Linked DNA regions of Sus scrofa: regions 2, 3, 4 and 5 are each linked to region 1. Evidence: chromatin contacts called from public Hi-C and targeted proximity ligation data. All regions are on one chromosome and are shown on one strand. The core of a region is the stretch at or near the end of the contact, and the rest is flanking DNA. Distances in the headings are between cores, read along the strand shown. Region 1 holds the start of PICK1 (PRKCA-binding protein). Region 2 holds the start of TMEM184B (transmembrane protein 184B). Region 3 holds the start of MAFF (transcription factor MafF). Region 4 holds the start of LOC100523244 (casein kinase I). Region 5 has its middle 49 kb from the start of KCNJ4.

Region 1 (2,700 bases), core at 199-2,698:
CCCAAGATAGAAGCTGTAACGATGAAGATAAAAGAGAGAAACGAGGGTGAAAGTGGCTTGAGAGTGATTCACTTGGCAGAGACATCAGAGGTTTCTGTTGTCACTTCTCACTATAACCATTTGGCCAATTCAGAGGGCAGGGCCAGTGGCACACTTCAAAGGCCTTAGGCTGCTTCGGCCCCTGCATCCGACTCGCCTGGGAAGTACCTCACACGCAGGCTCCTGGCTCTGTCTCAGACCTATCGGTCAGAGTCCGGGAAGGGGAGATCTTGGAGGCTGCATTTCCCCGAAGCTCTGTGGGTGACTTCAGGGCCTCCTGCAGTTTGAGGACCACTGCGTCGCAGGCTCGGAAGGTACAGTATCTGAGCATCCTCAGGGTGGGCCTGTTCGGCTACACCAACCATCCCTGCCCCGGGGGCCTCACCATCCAGGAGGAAACCAGCATGTTTTGTGAGCCCCGAGGAGGGGCTTCTGCCCAGACCAAAGGCCAGGGAAGGCTTCCTGGAGGAAGCAACATCTCAGCTGGGTCCTGAAGGAGGTGCTGGTGGGTCTCCGGCCTAGAAGAGGGGCATGGTGACCCAGGCAGGGGATATAGCTGGTGTAGGCGATGGTGCATACAAGGCATAGTCCCCTCTCCACAGAGAATCACAGTGTGGCAGGAGACAGACAGTGAGGGCGGTGAAAGGCCACCACCAAGTCCTAACCAGTCCACAGGGAGAATTGCATCCCCCACCCCCATCTCCTACTGCTCCAGAGTCCATCCAGGCAGGCAGATGACCTCTGGCTCAGCCTGGCCACTGAAGGCTGTGTGAGCCCAGGCCAAGTCCCAACCCCTTTCTGGGCCTAGGTCTCCTTCAAGATTCCAACCCTCAGGTTCTGAGCCTGATTCCATCAGGAGAAGCTTGCCCCCTACAACGCCATATTTCTGGGGAAGTGCTGCCATCCAGTGGCCATTGGGAGAAAAACCTACTGGGGCACCAGAGCTCCCCCAATCTTTCTCTTCCCATCAGTCACTGCCCCTCCCCAGGTCATGGCTGGCTAGAGCAACCACAAGTCTTTGTGGTCTGTGGGTGATGGGTGAGGCTGCTTACGTACATGGAGAGCTGAGCCTGACCTGCCCATCCCTCAGTGCTGTCATGGCCCCGGCATAAGGCCTGACTCCTCACTGACTCACCACTAGCATCACAGGCCCCTATGAAAGTCAGGGAACCAGGGGTGGGTGGGTGGAATTCAGTTCGATTCGTCAGCAGCATGGAGACTAAAAGCATAGGTTCTAAAAGCGAACAGATAGGAGCAGTAATACTAGCAGCTAACAGGTATTGGGCCTCTCTGGTCAGGGAACAAGAAAAGCAAGGTCCTGCCCTGCCAGAGCTCACACGAGAGGGAAGGGCAGCCATCCACCCAGGTAATATCTCCCATCTCGGAGCGCTGAGCAAGGCCCCACAGCAGAAGGGGAGCCCAGGATTTCCTGTCATGGCTCAGTGGTAATGAACCCGACTAGTATCTATGAGGCCTCGAGTTCGATCCCTGGCCTTGCTCAGTGGGTTAAGGATCTGGACTTGCAGTGAGCTGTGGTGTAGGTCACAGACAAGGCTTGGATCCCGCGTGCCTGTGGCTGAGGCATAGGCTGGCAGCTGCAGCTCTGATTCAACCCCTAGCCTGGAAACTTCCATAGGCCGAGGGTGTGGCACTAAAAAAAAGGCGGGGGGAGCCCAGTGGGAAGGGATATGGCAGGTGGGAGCTGGGGGGGTGAGCTGGACAGAGCATTGGTTTCATGGCAGTTGTGTGACTCTGGAAACGTACCTTGACCTCTCTGAGCCTTAGACTCCATGGAAAAAATCGGTATTAAAAGAGCCTGAGTGTTGGTTTTATTTTTACAATTTTATTTGCTTTTTAGGATCGTACCAGCTACATATGGAAGTTCCACAGCCCACGGCAACACCGTGAGCTGAGCAGAGCCAGCAATCGAACCCGAATCCTCATGGATACCAATTGGTCTTGTTACCACTGCGCCACAATGGGAACTCCCCTGAGTGCTGGGATTTAATTTAAGTCAGACCGTGACACTCTCTGCCCAAAGCCACCCGACATCTCCTGTCACATGCAGAATAACTCCTCTCTGACCCAGAGATCTGGGACTGGCTGCTCCTCCAGCCCAGGGCCCACCCTTCCTCCTGTTCACATCCTGTTCCAGGGCCTCTGGCGGCTTGCTGTTCCTGGAATGGGCTGGAAGTTTTCCATCTCAGGGCCTTCGCTCTTGTAGTTCCCTCTGTCTGGAACATTCTTCCCCCAGGTATGCCCACTCCCTTACGTCATCCACATCTCTTCTGCCCTGTTACCTTCTCCAGGAAGCCCTCCGTGATTGCCAGCTAAAGCACAGTGCTTGGATGGTCGATTTCAGGACATTTGCTCATCTCCAGCCTGACACGCGGCACAGTTTCGGTTACACATTTGTTTGCTTGTCTCTGTAAACTGCAAGTTCCCTGAGAGCAGAAACCTGGCCTGTTCAGGTGGAATCTCTATCACCAATACCTAGCACATCGCCTGGCACATGGTACCTTCAACACATAACCTGATGAGGGAATGAATAACTGACTCTGAGAGCAGAAGCCCAGAGACCAGGCAGTGGTCAGAGTCAGTGGAGGCCTCTGATTTCAGAAGCAGGAGGCCAGAGTCGACCATCCTGGCGCTGGAAAGCTC
Region 2 (2,700 bases), core at 195-2,694, 200 kb before region 1:
GGACACAAACATTCAGTCCCTAACAAGAATATTGCAATAATCATGGATGCGGGGTGATAGCAATGGAGATGAAGTGGAAGTGGTCAGAGGCTAGATCAATTTTGCTGGTAGAGCCAATATAATTTCCTGCTCCAGTGGGTAAGGGGGTGGGAGGAGAGATTCAAGGATGACTTGGAGTTTCCTGGTGGCAGAGCTGGTTAAAAATCCAGTGTTGTCATTGCAACAGGTGGGTTCCATCCCTGGCTCAGGGAACTTTCACATGCCGCGGGCGCAGCCAAAAGAAAAGAAAAAACAAAAAACAATCAAAGAAGGAGTTCCCGTCGTGGCTCAGTGGTTAACGAATCCGACTAGGAACCATGAGGTTGCGGGTTCGATCCCTGGCCTTGCTCAGTGGGTTGAGGATCCGGCATTGCCGTGAGCTGGGGTGTAGGTGGCAGAGGTGGCTCGGATCCCAAGGCTCTGTGGCTCTGGCGTAGGCTGGCTAGAGCTCCGATTAGACCCCTAGCCTGGGAATCTCCACATGCCACTTGGGAATCTCCACATGCCTAGGGTGCGGCCCTAGAAAAGACAAAAACAAACAAACAAACAAACAAACCAACAAAAAACAATCAAAGAAGACTGCAGGAGTTCTGGGCTGGGGCTGAAAGGATGGAATTGCTAACTGCTGTTGTGAGGCTAAGCAGGTGCAGGTCTCTTCTGCCTTTGAAAGATGGTTCTACTGTGGGCATGTTGAGTAGGGCTTCAGTGGGCCTGTTGAGATCCTCTTGGACCTCAAGTATGAAGTGTTGAGTACACAGTTCGGGGGAGGAGTCTGGGCTAGGGGTAGAAATAAATTTGGGGATCTTGAACACATTAAAGCCAGAACTTGCTTGGATTTTGTTTTTCAGTTAAACCGAGTTGGGTGTGGACCTGGCAAACAGAAATGGGCTAGGTGACTAGAATGCTATCTGAAGAATTTTGCTAGTTAGGCCACCTAGAGCGAGATGGGGCAAGAAAAAGCGCTGCTAAGTGAAGGAGGAAGAAAAACCGCATCCTCAACTTTGCAATTTCATCTCGCTTTACTGCCCACAGCACCTCTCTATACATTCATTCCACAGTTCCACATGCATCCTTCAGCCGACAACTTGCCGTTCGATCTTGCTTCATCTTCAAACGGGCCCAAATGGAGGCAACTAGCGTTAAAAGAAGTGTAGCGCCATACTGCCAGCGAGTGCCAGGGACAGAGATTGGAGCCTGTGACTCTGTCCCTGCACTCCAAGAAGCTCAGCGGCGGGTAGGGTTGGAGGTCGGATGGAGGTGGGGAGGCGACTCTTGGCAGGTCTGTGAGCGGCGGGAGAACCGGGAACCATCCCAGCGGCGAGGGTAGGGGACAGCGGCTCCTTTAAGGCCGGGCGGGTGATCTCAGCCTCGGGTTTGCCGCCCCGCCCTCCCCGGCGGCGCGCTCAGTGCGCAGGCGCGCCGCGGCGGCACTCCGCTGGGCCCCGGACGCGCCGGCGGCGGCGAGACGCCGGGGCTGCGGTGCTGTCCGCTTGCCTCTCCCGCAGAGTCCAGCTGCCGAGCATCGCCCGCCCGCGCCGCCGCCATGGGCTCCTGAGGTACCCCTCCCGCTCGCCCTGCGCTGGAGGCCCTGAGGGGGGCGGCCGAGGGCTCCCGGGGCTGGGGGTGCTGCTCCGTTCTGGAGAGGCCCGTTCTGGGGGCGCCCGATGGGTCGCCTTGGCCGCGGGTCCCCGGTTGGGGAGGGGACTAAGGTGGCCGGCCTAGCCCCGGAGGGAAGGGGCGTCGGGCGGCCCCGCCAGGGCCGCCCTGCGCCCCCTGCTCGCCCTGCGAGGTCGCGGGGCCGCCCGTGGGTGTGCCCTGGCCCCCTCCTCGCCAACGTGGCGGGGCCCGCGCCTGGAGTGTAATCGGACCTGCCCGTGGGGGTGGCTGAGGGAGAGGGGAGGCGGATGGACAGGCCGTTTGCAAGTGGGATTGTGTGCGCCCGGTGGGTGTGCTGGCGCCTGGCACTGCCGAGCGAGCGGGGGAGTCAGCCTTGCCCTGTGCCGGTAGCTGTGATCTGGGATGGTGGCTGGCCTGGCCAGGCCTTTGGGGATGCATGCTTGAAGGTGTACACACGCCTTGTGTACAGGTGGGCAATCCGGAGGGTCCCCCACGGGAACCTGGGGCTCTAAAGATATTTGCTTGGAGAGGGACCACAGAGATGGTTCAGAGTGTGTGCCTCCACCTTGTACCTTTCCTTCCTGAGCACACTGCTGGGGGCTAGTGCTGGTCGACTCCAGGCCAAAGGCAAGGTGATGGGGTTGAGAGGTGGGCATGGCTATCTGTTCCCATCCCTTACCCCTCTGGGGTTGTGCAAGGCCAGACATTACACATGCACACACACCCAGGGAGCTGTGGGGCAAAGCAGGTGTTTGCATGTCTGATACCTGTGTGTGAGGTGAAGGCCATGTATTATTTATCTGACTGCCTGGTACCTTATGTAAGGAAAGAAGCAGCAATCTGTGCCCTGGAGGCCATTGTGCCGCCGAGGCCGCCAGGCAAACAAGCTCACGCACCTGCAGCCGAGGCGCAGGTCTCAGAGGTGTGACTCCTTCACAGGCTATGTATGTGTGCAGCATCCCTGCCTGTCGCCCTTCCTTTTCAGCGTGCTTGGTGGACCCTCTGGATTCTGCACATCAGGACATCTTGCCAGCGGGGGCTGTG
Region 3 (2,714 bases), core at 5-2,504, 130 kb before region 1:
CCCCAGGCAGCCGGAAAACCTGGGGACAAGGACCTGGGTGCCAGCCCACATTGTTGCCAGACCCACCAGGGTGCTGGGCCCAGGAGTGGCTCCCTCACCCCCTCCCGCAGCTGAGCCTGGTGGCATCTTTCATGTTTCACCCCACCCTGTGGCTGAAGGCGCCGGCTCTGGGCGGGGGACAAATATCTCCGTCACATGGTCGTGGCCCTGGGAAACTCCAGGGAGAGCAAGGGCCCGGCTGCCGCCGGTCAGTAGGAAGGGGACAGAATTCCCGGACCCCTTGTAACTATGGACTGGGCCGCTTCCCTCGCTCAGTTCTTACTCCGTGTTTATTCCAGCGGGCACACTCTCTCCGAGGTATAGTCGGCTGGTACACAGGCCCCAGGGTCCTCACCCGCCTGAGAGCGCCCGGACACACACCATCAATCTCTCTCTCCCCCCCCCCCACTCCCTCCAAGGTACGCGGCACACGCACCGGGCAGGATACCCAGAACGCTGGCCAGGAAACACACACGCACGCCCGCCCTTCGGACGTAAACAAACCGCGCACGCACCGCCCGCGGGCACCAGTCCAGGGACTGTTCTCACAGAGTCACGTACTTGCACTCACCGCCCCCCGCCCCGCCTGGGCGGACGCTGACGCTCGCTGGCCCGCGCTGCCCCTTCCTGCCCGGCTTCTCCGCCGGGGGGCCCGCGCCCCCAAAAGGGGCCCGTCCCCCCGGACCGGCCAAACTTGCTTCGGCCGCGTCACGGTCCCACCGGACCTCTGCCTCCTGCCCCTCTCTCCCCATGCCAGCCGTCCCGGCGAGGTGTCTGCGGGAGCACCGACGGAATGGACCCCGGCGCTCCGCCCCAGGCACGTTCCGGGGTCGCGGAGACCTCGCCGCCTCGGGGCCCCGCGCGCCCGTCCGGCTTCGGAACCCGCGACTCTCACCCGACTCTCGGCCTGCTTCGCCTGGCGTCCCGGGCACGCGTGGGTCCCGCTGCTGTCCCAGCTGCTGTCCTGGCCCGAACCCTGCTCCGTCTCCCCTTTGGTCCCAATCGCAGGTCGCTTTGAGCCCAGCTCCAGCGAGAGCCGCGCGGAGTTTTGTTGTGGGGCGGGCAGCGCTGGGGGCCGCGCAGAGTTGTAAGGCGAGCTTCCCGGAATTACTCACTCACAGGATTCCTTTCATTCATAAAAACCCAGTCATGCGCTGACGTCACCGCGCCGGCCGCCCCCCAGCCCCTGGAGCGGCCTCCCGGCTCCTCAGCCCCGCCCCCACCAGCTCCTCCCCGGCAAAGACCACGCCCACACCCAGGCCCCGCCCCCTGGAGTCTCAATCCCAGTTAGAGCGCTGGCTGGGGGCGTTCACGTGACACCTCACCAGAGCTGCGCGGGTGAAGGTGTCATTTGTCTCATTTTACAGTCCACAGTCCTGGGCCTCTTCTCCTTTCGACCTACACACTCTGCCTTAATGATCTCATCTGGTCTCGTGGTTTTAAATGCCATCTATAAGCTCTGGAGCCCCAAATTTGTATTTCCAGAGCAAACAGCTTCTCTAAATTCCAGACTGAATCCAACTGCCCACTCAGCTCCGACATGTGGGTACCAGATGGGGACTGCATATACCCAGAATCCCACTCCTGAGCATCAACCTTACCTCAGCATCCTACACCCCCAGTTTCCACCATCTCAGCTGTTCTAGCCCAGACCCAGGAGTCTTGCTCCACCCCTTTCTCCTTCCTCACTTCCCCCCAGTCAGGCTGGCTCTACCTCCAACACTACCTGCATCTGACCCCACCTCTGGTCCTACTACCTGACCCAGGGACCATCAACTTACCTGGACAATAGCCACAGCCCCCTGAGAGCTTCCTCGCTTTGTCCCTACAGGGCTTCTTCACATCTCAGACCATGTTCTTCTCAAAATGAAAAAATGAGACTGTTTCACACACTCCCACCCTCTGGCTGAACACCCTCAAAAGTTCCCCTTTGCGTTTAGGATATAAACTCGACTCCTTCCCTTGGCCTCCAGCCATCTGGCCTCTCCCCAGCTCTGCAGCCTCACCTCCTGTCACCTTCCTGGCACCACTACTCTTCAGACACACGGCCCTTCTTACTGTTCCTCAAACACACCAAGCTCATTCCTGCCACAGGTCCTTTGCACTTGCTCTTTCCTCTTCTGTTCACTGCCTGGCTCTTTCTCATCTTTCAGGTCAGCTCAGATGTCACTGCCTCAGAGAGACCTTTCCTGAAAGCCCCCACCTCTGAAATTTTTTTTTTTTTTTTTGTTAGGGCCATACCCGTGGCATATGGAGGTTCCCAGGCTAGGGGTCCAATGGGAGCTATAGCTGCCAGCTGACACCACAGCCACAGCAACATGGGATTGGAGCCGTGTCTGCAACCTACACCACAGCTCATGGCAATGCCAGATCCTTAACCCACTGAGAGAGGCCAGGGATCGAACCCTTGTCCTCATGGTTCCTAGTCGGATTCATTAACCACTGAGCCACGACGAGAACCCCTGAAATTCGTTTTTATATTAACTTAATATCTCCATGGGGTATTATCTTGCTTATTTGCTTATTGTTCAGGTCTGTCTTCAATCAGAATGCAAGTTTCATGTAAGTAGACCCTTGTCTATCTTGCTGACCACTGCATGTCCTGTGCCTAGCACAGTAAGCCCTCAATAAATGCACGTTGAAGAAATAAATGAGTGACAGTCCAGAGAGGTAAA
Region 4 (2,753 bases), core at 238-2,737, 240 kb before region 1:
CTAGGACAGGGTCACACTTGGGGACCTCCAGGAGATGAAGGAGTCCTAAAAATGGGTAAAACAAGCTGCCATGAGGAAGTGATCAAGGTGAGTCCTTGGTTGTGGTCAAGGTGAGTGGCTGCTGCCCAGGCCAGCTGAGTGTGGCCAGGGCTCAGTGTGAGTTTGGGCCTGGAGTGGCAGTTCTCCCAGTGCTTCCAGAGAAATAGGGAATACGGACCTGTAATATGAAATCTTTCCATTTTAAAACGTTGGGAATTGGAGTTCCCGTTGTGGCTCAGAGGATTAGGAACCTGATTAGTATTCATGAGGATGCAGGTTTGATCCCTAGCCTTGCTCAGTGGTTCAAGGATCCCACGTTGCCGCAAGTGGTGGCCTGGGTCACAGATGTGGCTCGGATCAGGTGTGGCTGTTGGTGTGATATAGGCTGGCAGCTCCAGCTCCAGCTCTGATTCAACCCCTAGCCTCCTAGCCTGGGAACTTTCATATGTCACAGGTGTGATCCTAAAAAAGACCAAAAAAAAAAAAAAAAAGAGTTGGGAATTAACTAACAAGACAAAAGAAAAAACCAACAAACCCCACCACTTTGGCTGGTGACCCTCTCCTCTGGCAAAAGTGGCACTGAGGGCAGGTCCCCAGTTGAGTGCCCTAAACCTTTCCTGGGAGGCTGGTCCTCACTCTCCTGCTCTTGGAAATGAGCCCATGACAGACTCAGTTTCCCAAGGACCAATGGGAGAACAGAGTCAGCGCTGTGTGGTCTGGGGCCAACCCCTTCCCCTCTCTGAGCTGCAGCTTCCTGCTCTAGGAAAAAAGAACCTGGTCTGAGGGGCTCCTGCCAGTTTGGACAGTGTGTGACTAAGTCCCTCAAACTCAAGGAAGATGTGGTATTGTGAGAGTGACTCTTCGTGGGAGCCATGCTTCTGGGATTGGATGCAGTGCACTCCAGCATTTTCTGTGTCCACAGCCTCAGCTGTATGCTGAGAATGGACATGTGTCATAATTTGGAGCTTTGCATGGTCCAGTGTAAATGTCATCGCCTTAATAACTATGCTTTGGAAGCCAGTAGAAAGCCTTAATTAATTCTTGGTGACCAGGAGAGGGACTGGTGCTCTTTCTCGATTTGCAGATTAGGAAGCCCAAGCCCCGAGCTGGGAGGGGACTTGGCTAAAAGTGTACCCACTTGGGACCTTGATTCAAGTGTTGGTCCCATAGCAGTGTGTGGGGTCCCTCATTAAAGAGGACTGGGATTGAGGTCAGCTCTGTGCCCATCACAGTTTGAGCTACTGGAGGAGGAGAAGGGAAGGGTCTTTGGCTTTGATTTTTCGGTAGGGGGATAGCACAGCACAGCTCCAGCTGCCTGTCTGGGCCTTTTGTCAATGTCCCTCCACCTCCTGCCGTCCTGTCCTGTTAAATCGTTGGCCCCTGAATCAAACTGGCCTGTGTGCTCTGCAGCACTCGGAGCCCCTAACTCACTAAACATTTTCCTTTTGCAGGAACCCACAAAAACACCCGCCTTCCGAGGGGCCCACTGCAAGGAGGTGAGAGGAAAGAGAACCTGGCCGAGGGAAGAGGAGGCTCTGAGTCTAGAAGACCCCAGCTTTCTGTATGCCCTCCTCCTCCCCACCCCCACCCAGGCTTTTCCACCTGTACCCCCATTGGCTCAGGGTGCTAGTGTCTGTGTGTGCTCTCAGGACCCACACGTAAGACTCCCTTCCTGCAAGGAGCTCCTCGCCAGCCTGGGGGTGGAGGGCGTGTTTCCTGGCTACAGACACCCCCCACCCCGCCCCCGCCCCAGCGTCCCCGGGAGCGGAGGGCTCGGGCCCTTTAAATCCTCCGGGGCGGCGGCGGGCCGGGGATGACATCACCGGGCGGGCCCGGGGCTCAATGGGAACCGGCGGGCGCGCGCCGGGCGGGAGCGCGCGAGCCGGCGGCGGGGGCGGGCAGGAGGGCCCGGAGGAGGGAGGCGGTGGCGGCGGCGTTGAGAACCTAGAGCCTGAGCCCGGCCGGGGCCGAGCAGAGCGGTGCGCGGCGGCGGCAGCGGCGGCGGTAGCTGGGCCGGGAGAGGCTGGCGCGCCGGGCGGCTCTGCGAATCCTCCGGCATCCGCCCCGGCGGGTCGCCCCCGCCCGCGGCAGCCCCCGAGCAGCGGCCCGGCACCGGCGCCTTCCCGGCGGGGTAAATATTGGGGGTCCTCGGGCCCGCGGAGGGGCGCAAACCTGGGGGGAAACCGGACTCCCTCCGCCTCTTTGTTTTTGCGCGAGAGGGAGGGGAAGGGAGGGCGGACACACGCGCGTTCGCACTCGGGTATGGGGGGGCAGCCCGGGCGCCGCCCGCTCGGCCCGGCGAGGACAAAGGCGCGGCTGGGGACGAGGAGGAGAAGGAGGAGGGTGACTATTATTTTGCAGGCTTGCCCGGGAGAGCCCCCCGCCCCCGCCAGTCCAGCCCGCCTCCCCCTCCCCCAGCTGGACCCTTCAAGGCCCCAGCCACCCGAGGTGGCCACCCCGGGCTGAGATTTGGGGACGCTGAGGGAGGGGCTCCTGGACGAGGGTGCTGGGGACACCCGATACTGTTGATTCGGGATCCCCGACCAGACCCTGGGCTTCAGCAGGCTCCACCAGACTATCAGCAGCGTCCCCCACCCCTTCGCTCCTGGGTCGGGTGCTCCAGACCTAGGGGTCAGGAGGGCTGCTCCCGCACGATGGATGGGGGCGCTTGGGGGCCCTAGGGTGATGGGGTGTGTGGTCACCCAGCCACCGAT
Region 5 (2,700 bases), core at 146-2,645, 250 kb before region 1:
CGGGAACTCCCAGGGTCAGGTGTCTCTGAACTCCATACCCTTCCTGGTGCCAGAGCACAGTAGAGGCTCAGGCAGGATCGGCTAAAGGGATTGGTTTTAAGCAGCTTTCCCGTCCACCCTCTTAGTTCAGTGGGAACAAGTGGGGGAGGCGGAGAGAGGTGTCAGGAGCCCTGGGTTCCTGCTGGGCAAGATCTGCTGTGTGCCCTCAGCAGCCAAGTGTCCCCTCCTCTGGACTTTGGTTACGAACTTCTAGGAAGTGTGGTCTCCTGGGAGTCAATCCCCCAGGACACGCTGGGTCAGAGGACAGTCGAGGTGGGGCCGAGGGAATCATCCAGGGCTGTGACCTGAGGCCAGGGCACCCTTGTTGACAGAACCGAGGCCATCGTCAGTCCCCGAGGCGGAGTTTTCTGGGCACTCACACTCACACACCCCCAGAGCTATGCCCAGCACTTGGCTGAACCCGCCCGGGTTGGCCGGAATGCCAGGGAGGGGCCAGAGCTTCGTCACTACTGCTGCCACCACCGTCATCTTCGTCGCTACTGTCACCGCCTCCCCATCATCATTAAGAAGTTCAAAGAATTTCCTTCTCGCGGGGACCCACCTCTGGCTGGAGAGAAGCCTGCTCTCTGTACACACAGGGGGCTGGACAAGAAGACCTTTCTAGACCCCCGGGAGGGAAGCCCCTATGCCTCTTTGACCCTGACCTCCTCAGGGCACAAGGGAGGGAAGGGACCCCAGTTTACCGAGTGCCTGGTATATGCCAGGCACAGGGCCCTATCTCCATGAACTTCAGACAGGATCCCTTCCGCATCTGAAGTGGCGGCTCAGAGAGGTCAAGGTTGCACAGTTACAAGTACACGGCGGGTGGGGGTGGTGCTTGAACCCAAGTCTTCTTGCCATCGGTTTGCTGGTCCCCCTGCCTGGTGACCCCAGGCGCGGTGAGGCCAGGCAGCCTAGTTAGGAGCCAGGCTTGAGATCCTTCCCGCCTGCATTCAAAGCCACACCAGCCTCTTACCAGCTGCGTGACCTTGAACAAGGCACTGGCCTCAACACCAGGGTTCTCCAGACGTTAACTGGCAATACTGACAGCACCAGCTCCCAGGAAGGCCTGAGAGCTGGGTCAGCTGGTGGAGAGCTTGTAGATGGAGCCAGGTGCACAGCGGGCACTCCCTAAGCATCGGCCTCAGAATCATCATTTCCCTGCCAGGCCAACGCCTCCTCCTCCCTCGGTATCTTCCAGACTAACCCCCCAGGCCAAACTGCCCTCTCCCTCCCGGGTAGCTTCCCTCGCCCTGCAAGGAGAGGGCCAGTCACCTCCCTCCAGCTCCTCACCCCAGCCCCTGCCCCTCCTGTGAGCAGCGAGCTGGGTGTCATGCCAGGCCCCTCCGAGGCCCCACCCAGGACTAGCCTTGGCAGGCCCTCCAGTCTGCTGATGCGCGAATGCGTGAGTCCATATCCATTTCCTCCTCCCACTCCTGCCGGCCACCTCCTCATCTCCCAGGATTTTGTGGAATCTTCCCTGACCTTCTGCTGCCCCATCTCACAGCTCAGGCCACAGGCCCTGCCATCCTCCCCAGCCCTCAGCCCTCTACCCTTCAAGCACAGGAGGAGGCCCTCCCTAAGATCTCTCCACTGCCCCGCACACCCCCTGGCCTCCGCCCGGCCCTACAGGAGCTTGGAGTCCTGATGGCCCCCTACCCACTGGCTGTGTGATTTTAGGTGAGGCTCCACCCCTCTCTGAGCCCCAGGGAGGTCAGCTGTAAAGAGAGGTGAAGAATCTACTTCTCAGAGCTCCCGTTGTTTCTCATCAGGTTAAGAACACGACTGGTATCCATGAGGACGCGGGTTCAATCCCCGGCCTCGCTCAATGGGTTAAGGATCCAGCATTGCTGTGAACTGCGGTATAGATTGAGGATGCAGCTTGGGTCCTGTGCTGCCGTGGCTGTGGCCTAGGCTGGCAGCTGCAGCCTTTGATTCGACTCCTAGCCTGGAAACCTCCATACGCTGCACTGCAGCCCTGAAAAATAAAATAAAATAAAATATAAAATAAAATAAAATAAAATAAAATAAAATAAAATAAAATTGCAAACTGTAAAGGCAGTTGCGTTTTAGAGCTATGTCATAGTGGGTGTTAGATGCTGGCTCGCTGGATTGGGAGTGGAGTGACGGGGGACTCAGGGTATAATCCCACCCTATGTCAGTTAGAAACCCCCTCCCTTCTCTCAGAAGAACCCAGTGGGAGGGAGGCTTTGGAGTCAGAAGACCTGGGGTCAGTTCAGTTGAATTCATGCCTGCGCTGGCCCATGCCCCCTGCTTTGGGCTAAGACCGGCGCCAAGCCCTGAGACCAGGTGAATCTGCAATCCCTGTCCCCAAAGAACTGAGAGCCTGATGTGGAGACAGTTCTGGAACCCTTTTACCATCACCAGTGAGAGCCAGGAAGCCAGGCAAGGAGGCGTGACTGCTGTGAAACAGGGGAGTCGGGGGTCCTCGGGGAGGGGGGGCGGTTCCCAGAGGAAGCAGTTGCTGTGCAGAGTGAACCTGAAGTGGTCAGCGTTCTCCATCGCCCCCCGAACTCCCTGGTAAGGTCTTGAAAAGCCTCAGAGAGGAGGCAAATTCAGTCTTGAAAGAATCGGCCATGATTCAATCAAAAAATAATCCCATTAATTTAGGCAAAGAACCACTTAATTGAATTTCTTTCC

The links. Hi-C and Micro-C count contacts between places; a contact is called where the count stands out from the background.
Region 2: a targeted proximity ligation map of skeletal muscle shows a contact between it and region 1, with 2.9 times the contacts expected there. A contact is called at or near these places in 1 of 47 Hi-C or Micro-C datasets (embryonic fibroblasts) and 2 of 2 datasets of targeted methods (alveolar macrophages and skeletal muscle).
Region 3: a contact with region 1 is called in a targeted proximity ligation map of alveolar macrophages. A contact is called at or near these places in 2 of 2 datasets of targeted methods (alveolar macrophages and skeletal muscle).
Region 4: a contact with region 1 is called in a targeted proximity ligation map of skeletal muscle. A contact is called at or near these places in 1 of 47 Hi-C or Micro-C datasets (embryonic fibroblasts) and 2 of 2 datasets of targeted methods (alveolar macrophages and skeletal muscle).
Region 5: a contact with region 1 is called in a Hi-C map of retroperitoneal adipose tissue, with 1.7 times the contacts expected there. A contact is called at or near these places in 12 of 47 Hi-C or Micro-C datasets (embryonic fibroblasts, fetal heart ventricle, fetal liver and 7 more) and 2 of 2 datasets of targeted methods (alveolar macrophages and skeletal muscle).

Annotation. Positions count from the first base shown.
Region 1 is chr5:9,828,229-9,830,928 of Sscrofa11.1, forward strand. It overlaps PICK1 (PRKCA-binding protein), which reads right to left and starts at 1,449. Exons shown (of 13, transcript XM_003355340.4): 1 at 1-1,449.
Region 2 is chr5:9,632,110-9,634,809 of Sscrofa11.1, forward strand. TMEM184B (transmembrane protein 184B) reads left to right here and starts at 1,445. Exons shown (of 10, transcript XM_005655511.3): 1 at 1,445-1,595.
Region 3 is chr5:9,694,874-9,697,587 of Sscrofa11.1, forward strand. MAFF (transcription factor MafF) reads right to left here and starts at 1,255. Exons shown (of 3, transcript XM_001924465.4): 1 at 935-1,255.
Region 4 is chr5:9,592,974-9,595,726 of Sscrofa11.1, forward strand. LOC100523244 (casein kinase I) reads left to right here and starts at 1,488. Exons shown (of 10, transcript XR_002343899.1): 1 at 1,488-1,535.
Region 5 is chr5:9,574,501-9,577,200 of Sscrofa11.1, forward strand. No RefSeq gene overlaps it. Among named protein-coding and RNA genes, the nearest start is that of KCNJ4, 49 kb to the left of the region's middle.